Regions from separate parts of the Muntiacus reevesi genome. Here region 1 is linked to region 2. A link is a contact called in public Hi-C data. All regions are on one chromosome and are shown on one strand. Each heading gives the region's core, a stretch centred on a gene start, on an enhancer-like site or on the middle of the called end of the contact. The rest is flanking DNA. Distances are from core to core; before and after follow the strand shown. Region 1 holds the start of LOC136161573 (zinc finger protein 135-like). Region 2 holds the start of PNKP (polynucleotide kinase 3'-phosphatase).

Evidence for each region. A called contact is a pair of places that touch in the nucleus more often than the background predicts.
Region 1: a contact with region 2 is called in a Hi-C map of muscle, with 5 times the contacts expected there. The contact joins the promoter of LOC136161573 here to the promoter of PNKP in region 2. A contact is called at or near these places in 2 of 3 Hi-C or Micro-C datasets (blood and muscle).

The regions. Positions count from the first base shown.
Region 1 is chr2:268,395,746-268,400,513 of mMunRee1.1, reverse strand. It overlaps LOC136161573 (zinc finger protein 135-like), which reads left to right and starts at 2,549. Exons shown (of 5, transcript XM_065926558.1): 1 at 2,549-2,608.
Region 2 is chr2:268,245,541-268,249,860 of mMunRee1.1, reverse strand. PNKP (polynucleotide kinase 3'-phosphatase) reads left to right here and starts at 1,800. Exons shown (of 17, transcript XM_065926528.1): 1 at 1,800-1,914; 2 at 2,167-2,330; 3 at 3,004-3,050; 4 at 3,380-3,682; 5 at 4,065-4,144; 6 at 4,222-4,279. The coding sequence starts at 2,180. AKT1S1 (AKT1 substrate 1) reads left to right here. Exons shown (of 5, transcript XM_065926533.1): 5 at 1-977. The coding sequence ends at 122.

The DNA of each region.
Region 1 (4,768 bases), core at 1,300-3,799, 150 kb before region 2:
AAATAAGAGTTTAGTATTTAAACATGGTTAAGGAACTTTAGTTCCTTCTCAGGGGTTATAGCTAATAGTCTGAGCCACATCCTATGAGCTGTCTTGTAGATATTTAAATACCACCCCCATCATGTGGAAGAAGTTATATACATGATGGCCAGACTGTAGCTGTGACATAAACTGCCACTGTTCTGAGAATTGGCCTCAAGGAAATAGTAACAAACTGATCCTGGATCTGAAGATTAGTTGTACGTAAAATAATCAAGATGCCTCTAGTCAGCCCACCGATGACCAACTTCAGGATGACTGTCAGAGCTGACTGTGCTGTGTCTGCATGTAGTCCCCTCTCTCAGTCTATAAAAGCTTTGTCCACTAGTTGTGTGTGTGGGTGTCCACCATCCCTCCAAGTTCAGTTCAGTCCAGTCGCTCATTCATGTCCAACTCTTTGCAACCCCATGAACTGCAGCACTCCATGCCTCCCTGTCCATCACCAACTCCCAGAGTTTACTCAAACTCATGTCCTTTGAGTCGGTGATGCCATCCAACTATCTCATCCTCTGTTGTCCCCTTTTCCTCCTGCTCTCAATCTTTCCCAGCATCAGGATCTTTTCAAATGAGTCAGCTCTTCGCATCAGGTGGCCAAAGTATTGGAGTTTCAGCTTCAACATCAGTCCTTCCAATGAACACCCAGGACTGATCTCCTTTAGGATGGACTGGTTGATCTTGCAGTTCAAGGGACTCTCAAGAGTCTTCTCCAACACCACAGTTCAAAAGCATCAATTCTTCAGCACTCAGCTTTCTTTGTAGTCCAACTCTCACATCCATACATGACTACTGGAAAAACCATAGCCTTGACTAGATGGACCTTTGTTGACAAAGTAATGTCTCTGCTTTTTAATATGCTGTCTAGGTTGGCCATAACTTTCCTTCCAAGGAGTAAGCATCTTTTAATTTCATGACTGCACCATCTGCAGTGATTTTGGAGCCCCTCAAAATAAAGTCTGACACTGTTTCCACTGTTTCCCCATCTATTTGCCATGAAGAGCAATATTGCGTAGGAACCTGGAATGTTAGGTTCATGAATCAAGGCAAATTGGAAGTGGTCAAACAGGAGATGGCAAGAGTGAACATCGACATTCTAGGAATCAGCGAACCAAGATGGACTGAAATGGGTGAATTTAACTCAGATGACCATTATATCCACTACTGTGGGCAGGAATCCCTGAGAAGAAATGGAGTAGCCATTATAGTCAACAAAAGAGTCCGAAATGCAGTACTTGGATGCAATCTCAAAAACGACAGAATGATCTGTTCGTTTCCAAGGCAAACCATTCAGTATCACAGTAATCCAAGTCTATGGCCCGACCAGTAACACTGAAGAAGCTGAAGTTGAACAGTTCTATGAAGACCTACAAGACCTTTTAAAACTAACACCCAAAAAATATGTCCTTTTCATTATAGGGGACTGGAATGTGAAAGTAGGAAGTCAAGAAACACCTGGAGTAACATGCAAATTTGGTCTTGGAGTACAGAATGAAGCAGGGCAAAAGCTAATAGAGTTTTGCCAAGAGAACGCACTTGTCATAGCAAACACTCTCTTCCAACAACACAAGAGAAGACTCTACACATGGACATCACCAGATGGCCAACACCGAAATCAGATTGATTATATTATTTGCAGCCAAAGATGGAGAAGCTCGATACAGTCAGCAAAAACAAGACCAGGAGCTAACGAAAAGCAAAGGAGAAAAGGAAAGATATAACCATTTGAATGCAGAGTTCCCCCCAAGTTGCCAGCATCCAAAATAAAGCATATTTTCTTCTCCACCAGCCTTGTCTCTTTATTGGCTTTTGAGCAGCAAGCAGTGTGATCCCACTTTCACTTACAGAAATAGAGGAAAGTTTCCTACAGGAGGCTATTAGAGCTTTTCCTGCAAGAAAAGTAGGAATTTTCCAAAAGTAGAAGAGAGAGGATATTGTGGACAGAGGGGACAGAAAATACAAAGATCAAGAGATGGGAACTATTAATAACGACGTAGATGGTGTTTTACTGGCGTTACTTAGTTCAACCTATTCAAACCTCACAACCCAACGCAGAGGATATTTTTTATCTCCCCCTCTACAGTGGAACTGAACCAAACAGGAAGGCGGTTGCCCAGGAAAATTGAACAATTAAGTAACAGGCTCGATTCATTCCCCATCAGTGCTGTCTTGAAGACTTTTACTTTAGCAAGAGGTAGTTCAGTTAGATGGGTTAACTTGCCTATGACGTCGTCTTCTGTGGAGGACAGTGAAAGACTCCGGCTATAAGAGGAACACTCACTGTGCCAGTAGAGCCATACATTTCCCAAATACTATGTTTTCAGGAGCTGCAAAGCAGCTATCTACACTGTTCTCTCTCCCGACCTTCTATTTCTGGACTCCATTTCCCAGCATTCCCACGCTCTCAGAGACCCGAGGCCTGGAGGAGCGTGAGCCGCAATGGTTTTCGGGAAATGTGGTCCAGTTTGCGAAACCGAGTTTAAAGTACCGGGACTTGTACCGCGCAGGCGCTCTCCGGGGCTCGAAGGAGGGCGGGAAGGCCTGGCCGTCGTGCACCACCCGCGGGGGCGCACAGGTGAGTTCGGATCTGGTGGACCCGAGAGGTAGCAGCTGGGTGTGGGCTGGCCCAAGCAGGCAGGCAGGCACGTAGGGGGCGGGCCAGAGTCCGCCTGGGTGGGAGGGGAAGGGCCCTGTGGGCAGCGCCCCGCCCCCTCCTGTCGCTCGCGAGGCGGCCCCAGAACCGACTGCCTTCCACTCAGCGCGCAGGAATTGGGCGCCTGCTGTTTGCGAGGAGTCTATCCAAGTGCAGAAATGTTGCGATTTCCTAGAAAGGAGAGTGTACCAGTTCTTCACTTGGCAGGTGAAGAAAGAGGCCAGGGAGATTCCGAGGCTTCTCCCAGATCCCAGAGCTGATGAGTGGTCGACCTGGGCTCACGCCCAGGGATGTCCAACCCCAAAGCCCCAGCCTGCTCTGCACGGTCACGCCCTCGGTGCCTGTCCTGATCCTGAGCGTCTGTTCCCCTCTCTTTGGGTCTCGTCTTCCCGCTCTAATATCCCACCATCACCCTAATCCCCATTCTGTCTCCCTCTCTCTCCCTAGGTCTCTGCTTCTTTATCTCTGAGTCTGTCCCCTTCTCTCTGGGTCTCTGTGTGCCCCCCGGCCCCATAAGTCTCTGTGTTTTTTCTAAAAACAAAGTTTCGGTTTCCTTCAAAACCATTGCATCACGATCACACGAGGAAGTGAACATCGATACAATACAATTGATTAGCTACTCTGCAAGCTTTCTTCAGACTTCGGTAATTGTCCTAATAATGTCCTAAATGGCAAAAGAAAAATCCCATATCATGCACTGCATTCGTGGTCCTATCTGTTTAGTCTCTGTTAACCTGGAGACGGAACCTCCGTTCAGTCTTTTTTTGACCTTCATCGATCTTGACCTTCATCGATCTCAGCAATCCTGAAAATAACACACCGTGTGCTTCTAGACGGTCCCTCAGTTTAGACATGTTGGAAGTTCCCTCGTGTTTAGATTTAGATCACATGCTTTTGGCAGGAATACCTTAGGAATGATACTGTGTCCTTAACAGACCAACAGCCTGTGATGTCAGCTTGGCCATCACCGGTCACATTGGTCTTGATCACTTGGCTAATGTGTCTGCCAAGTTTCTCTGCTTAAAAATTACCTTCATTTTATAATTACAGTAATCACCTTCCCCTTGGAGCATACACTCCAAGATCCCCAGTGGATGGCTGAAATCTCGGAAAGTACTGAACCCTCTATATACCATTGTTAACTAAAGAATAAAACAACCAATTATTTTACCAGCAAAATGGGCTTATTCAAGAATAACAGAGAATTGTAATTCTGGAAAAGAAGGTTATAGCAAAAGCCATTTTAAGTTCAACAAATGAGAGAGGGAGCTTTATTTTATAGAGAAAGAAACAAAACAAGGAATTCGGGAAGAGTTGTTTCTAACAAAAGTCCATTGGAGAAAAGTGAAAGTTCCAGGTGATTATGGTTTCTCATTGGCCTAGTTGCTGCTGTAGTTAATTTCTCGAAGGAGATACAGTGTACATCTTTTCCAGTTTTATGTGTGTTCAGTTGCTAAGTTATGTCCAGTTCTTTGCAACTGTAGCTTGTCAGGCTCCTCTGTCCTTGGAAATCTCCAGGCAAGAATACTGGAGTAGGTAACCATTCCCTCCTCCAGGGGATCTTCCTGATCCAGAGATTGAACCTGCGTCTCCTGCACTCCCAGCAGATTCTTTACCATCTGAACTGCCAGGGAAGCCCCACTTTAAATGAGGTTCCCCTTTATTAATTTTCACACCATGTTTCTTCTAAACAGTTGTACCTATGATGAAGTTGTATTGATAAATTAGGCACAGTAAGAGATTAAAGGTAATAATTGTATATTATAACAATATAGTATAATAAAACTTTTATGAATATCATCTCTCAAAAAACCTCATTGTACAAATTTAATGCCTCTTGCACTAAGCTCTTAGGCACTGTGACTAACTTTTGCAGGTGGACTTTTTTTTTTCTTTTGGCTGTGCCACGAGGCTTGCGAGATAATCCCTGACCAGGGATTGAACCCGGGGCTGTGGCAGTGAAAGTGTCCTAACTACGGGATGCCAGGGAAGTCCTGAATTTCTTTTTCTTTCTTCACAATTTCACGGTTAGAAGATTAATTCTTACCATAGCTCTTAGCAACCTCGGCATGATTTTTTTCT
Region 2 (4,320 bases), core at 551-3,050:
GTATCGCGGCGAGCATGCGCGCACTGGTGCTGCGGGAGGCCGAGGACTCTCAGGTCTTCGGGGACCTGCCGCGGCCACGGCTCAACACCAGCGACTTCCAGAAGCTGAAGCAGAAATACTGAGGCCCAAGGAGCTTCCCGGCCCGGCGTCCGTCCCACCCATACACTACACCCCTGTCCCGCCCCCGGGGCCCGCCAATCCGAGTCAGATCCGGGACCGGCCTCCCACGCCCGGGCCACCAGGATTGACCAGTCCCTGCAGATTCCCGCCACCCTTCCAGCCCACAACTCCCGCGCCGCCGAGCGAGGCCTATCCAATTTCCGGATTGGGTCTGTCTGCTCTCTGCCCAGCGACAGATTTCTTTCTAGTAAGGAATTGGCTCGCTCTGCGACCGGGGCGTGGCTAATTCGCAAGGAGTTGGCTCCATTCCCGAAAGAGTCAAGCTCCAGAATTGGGTAATCGTTCTCCACTTCAGCATAGCGAATGGACAGCTCCTTCATTTGATTGACTTGAACACTGTAAAGGGCTTGACCAATCTCCCGAGAGACTCATCCACCCTTCTTGAGTTCCCCCATTTGATTGGCTCTAGCCTCCTGGGGGCGTAGCCAACTCCTCCTGTACCCAGGATTGGCCTGTGGCGTTACATTTACGTTCTTTACACTACTGGGACTGGCGTTGATTTTCGCCGAAGTCCCGACAATTGTCCCTCTGGCCCCCTCAGGGATGGCCTGATCCGGTTCTTGCGTCTGATACCCTCTCATTGGTTACATCCCACAACTGCCTGCCAATCAAACCCGTCCTTGCATCCAGGACGTTACCAGCTCCCGCCCCTCTCCCCCCACCCCCAACAGGTGCCTTAAAGGGCCCTCGTCCACCCAAGGTGGGGGGCAGGGGGCCTCACTCTCCGGCCCTGGTTTGGGGGAGAGAGTCGGGGGTGGGGATCGGGAGTTGGGAGGGGCGCTCTGAGATTAAAGAGTTTTACCTCTGACAAATGAATATGAAGTGTGTTCTGGGTATTCATTCAACATTTTTCGAAGCCAAATGAGCAGGTCTCATTGCTTCTCAATGCAAAGTTGGGAACTGGATTCGTTCCCACTTTACAAACAAGAAAAGGTAGATACACAGGGTGGAAGGAAGGATTCCATTCCTGTGTGATCGTGGGATCCCAATCTTCAGGGCTGTAAGTTTCGGAATGATAATAGTTTTGAGTCGGTCTCCTGAGCCCACATAAGTGCCCAGGAAAAGCCAGGAACCCCCAGCTGAGGCCGGGAAGTTTCGGACTAATGTAAGACAGCTGGAGGTAAAAGAACAAATGGCTTCTGGTCTGAGGATGCAGACGCGTAATCCCCTTCTCTCATCAGATCACCACCGATGGAATGCTAACAACAGACAAGACTTCAATAGGGTAAACTATTACCTAGACGCCTTTAAAAGTTATTTACATGTACTAACTCGATCTTCTTTGTAACCCCACAAAGTGAAAACGATTATCCTCACACTGTAGATGAGAAAACTGCAGCATTGCAGGGTAGGGCTGCTGTCCCGGCAAGGTTTCGTCAACTGACAATAACCTTAAAGAGAAATTCCTCCTGCTGTAACTATCTCCGTCGAAAGAAATGAAAGACTTCAACGCGGAAAGAGGAAAATCTGTGAGCGTGGAATCCACTCCCCCCTACTGGCTTGAGTCTCATACTGCCAGCAGGGGAGATGAAGGTCAGAGATGCAGAGAGACCTTAGGGTCCCTGGGCCTGAGGGGCGGGGCTTACGCCGCAGCGGCGCCAATGCCCCGCCCACTTCGGTAGGAAGAGTCATTTCCGTGGGCGGAGAGACAGTAGCCAGCCGAGTCGCCGGCACAGCGCCTCCGGCAAGAGCTCCCTGGTCGGAAGTGGCAAATGAGCCAAGCGGTGGGCAGGGGTGAGCGTGGGGCCGAGGCGAGAGCGCGAGTTTTTCGGCCTTTGCCCTGGAAAGCTGGGGTCCAAGCTCCAGGAGGTAGAGTGGGGCGTCGTCGCCTGGGAAACCGAGCTATTCCCGAGGCCGACGAGTGGGTGGGACTTCCGGAACCTTTAGCGGAAGAAGGGAATTCCTAGTGGAGGGGGCGGAAGGAGGCGGGACTTCCTGTAGCAACTGCGGGCTGCCACTCAAACCTGTTCCTCTATTTCCCCTTAGGCCGACTCCCAGAATGGCCAGGCTGGAGGCCCAGGGTCGCCTGTGGCTGGAGAGCCCCGCTGGGGGAGCTCCTCCCATCCTCCTGCCCCCAGACGGGCAAGCTCTGATTCTGGGCCGGGGACCCTTGACGCAGGTTACCGACCGGAAGTGCTCCCGAAACCAGGGTAGGCGGGGCGGGGCCTGAGCTGGACCGGGTGGTGTGGCGTGCTTAACGAGCGGGAACACAGGCAGTTGGAAAGATAGACAGGAGGGGATATGCTTGGCCACCATGCGGAACTGCGTGGTGCGGCCAGTCCCGAAGTTGGTAGGTGCCCCCTGTGGAGAGCACAGAAAGAAAAAAGGGTATTCCTGACCTGGGTTTAGCCAGACACCTTGGACGGGAGCGGATGGAGCCCATCCCGAGACACCTGTCACTGGGCAGAGAAGGATACTCACAAGCTACCGCGAAGACTTGAATGAGGCCACGACCCTTGTTAAGCAGAGAGCCGGTTCTGTGGAAAAAAGTGCATATTGTTAAGCAGAGATGGGTGGTAGCGGGCCAAGCCCGGAATCTGCACCTTGTCAAAGGCCTGCGTTGTCAAGGAGAAGCCATATCCACACAGAAAAATACCTGCCGTGTCCCTAGGCGAGGACTAGTGTCCCAGGTAATTGTAAGGCCTTTATCTGGCTACTGCATGTCAAGGAGCGAGCCAATCCTACTTAGAAAATAAATTGCTTCCTCCTGCCGAATGGGTGCTATGGCCCCATCCTGTGGTTTGAAGCGGAGTGTGCTCCCCAGTAAGGAGGGAAGCAGTCACTCAAGGATTCAGGTCCTGACTCCACCCCTTCCATCTTCAGTGGAGCTGGTCGCTGACCCTGAGACTCGGACGGTGGCAGTGAAACAGGTACCGATTCCATAACTAGAGGCAGCGGGCCTAGGGGTGGCGGTGGAGGATATGGAGAATCGCCACCCAGCGGGGAACGGGCCCACTTGGGAAAACCAGACTCTGGGAGGGGAACAGGTGTGGCTCGCTGCAATCGGGCAAACATCCATCCGCATTTAAATTGGGTAAGACTGGAGGCTGCTAATCTTCCCAGAGCCTGATTGGCGGTACACCAACGGGGCTAAAGGGTCTGATTAGCTGGTGGAGAAGGGCGAGTCCTTTCCCGGGTTATTTGATTGGAGGAGGTTGCCGGGGGTGGGGCCAGCTCCAGTTACTGCCTCTCTCTACAGCTGGGAATTAACCCCTCAACTGCCGGGACCCAGGAGCTGAGACCGGGTTTGAAGGGCTCTCTGGGGGTGGGGGACACGCTGTATTTGGTCAATGGCCTCCACCCGCTGACCCTGCGCTGGGAAGAAGCCCGCACTCCAGAATCCCAGCCAGACACTCCACCCGGCACCCCTCCTGGGACCCGAGAGGGAGAGGAGGAGAATGTGGAGCAGCAGAGAAAGCGGATAAGGAAGTCATCCCCTGGCTGGGAGACCTTCGAGAAACTGCTGGTGTTCACAGCACCTGATGTGAAGCCCCGGAGCAAGGTGAGGCCCAAACTGAAGACTGAGGGAGCTCTGGCACAGTCAAGTTAACACCCAAACAAAACTTCTTATTTGGATTTTCATGGTAATTAGCCCTCCGAAGTGAAAATAAGCCATGGAAGGAGGCTGGGTCGGATATGAAACCCATTTTAAAGACTGAAATACTGAGGGTCATGGGAGGTGATAGAGGAGATTTCACTCTCTGTGTCCAGGTGGCGGCCTTGTCCTTACCTAAGATGGGCAGGCCCGCTGTGACTAGGTCTCCCCATCTGTAAGGGGCGGGCGGTCACAGTCCCAGCTTGCAGAATTGACGCGAACCAGCCTGCGAGCGAGGTGGACCAGAGGTGTAACAGTGCTGCTCTTCCTCTTTTCTGGGTGACGCCAGGTGGCTGCTTTCGATCTGGACGGGACCCTCATCACCACCCGTTCTGGGAAGGTCTTTCCCACTGGCCCCAGTGACTGGAGGTGACTGGAGGCAGGCGGAGGGGGTGGTGAGGTGCATCCGGGCCCCAGGTCACCTTGCACTTCCTCGCCCGCCCTAGGATCTTGTACCTAGAGATTCCACGGAAGCTCCGGGAACTGGCCGCCGAGGGTTACAAGGTGTGTGCCCCGTGGGGGCCAATTCACAAGGTGAGCCCGGG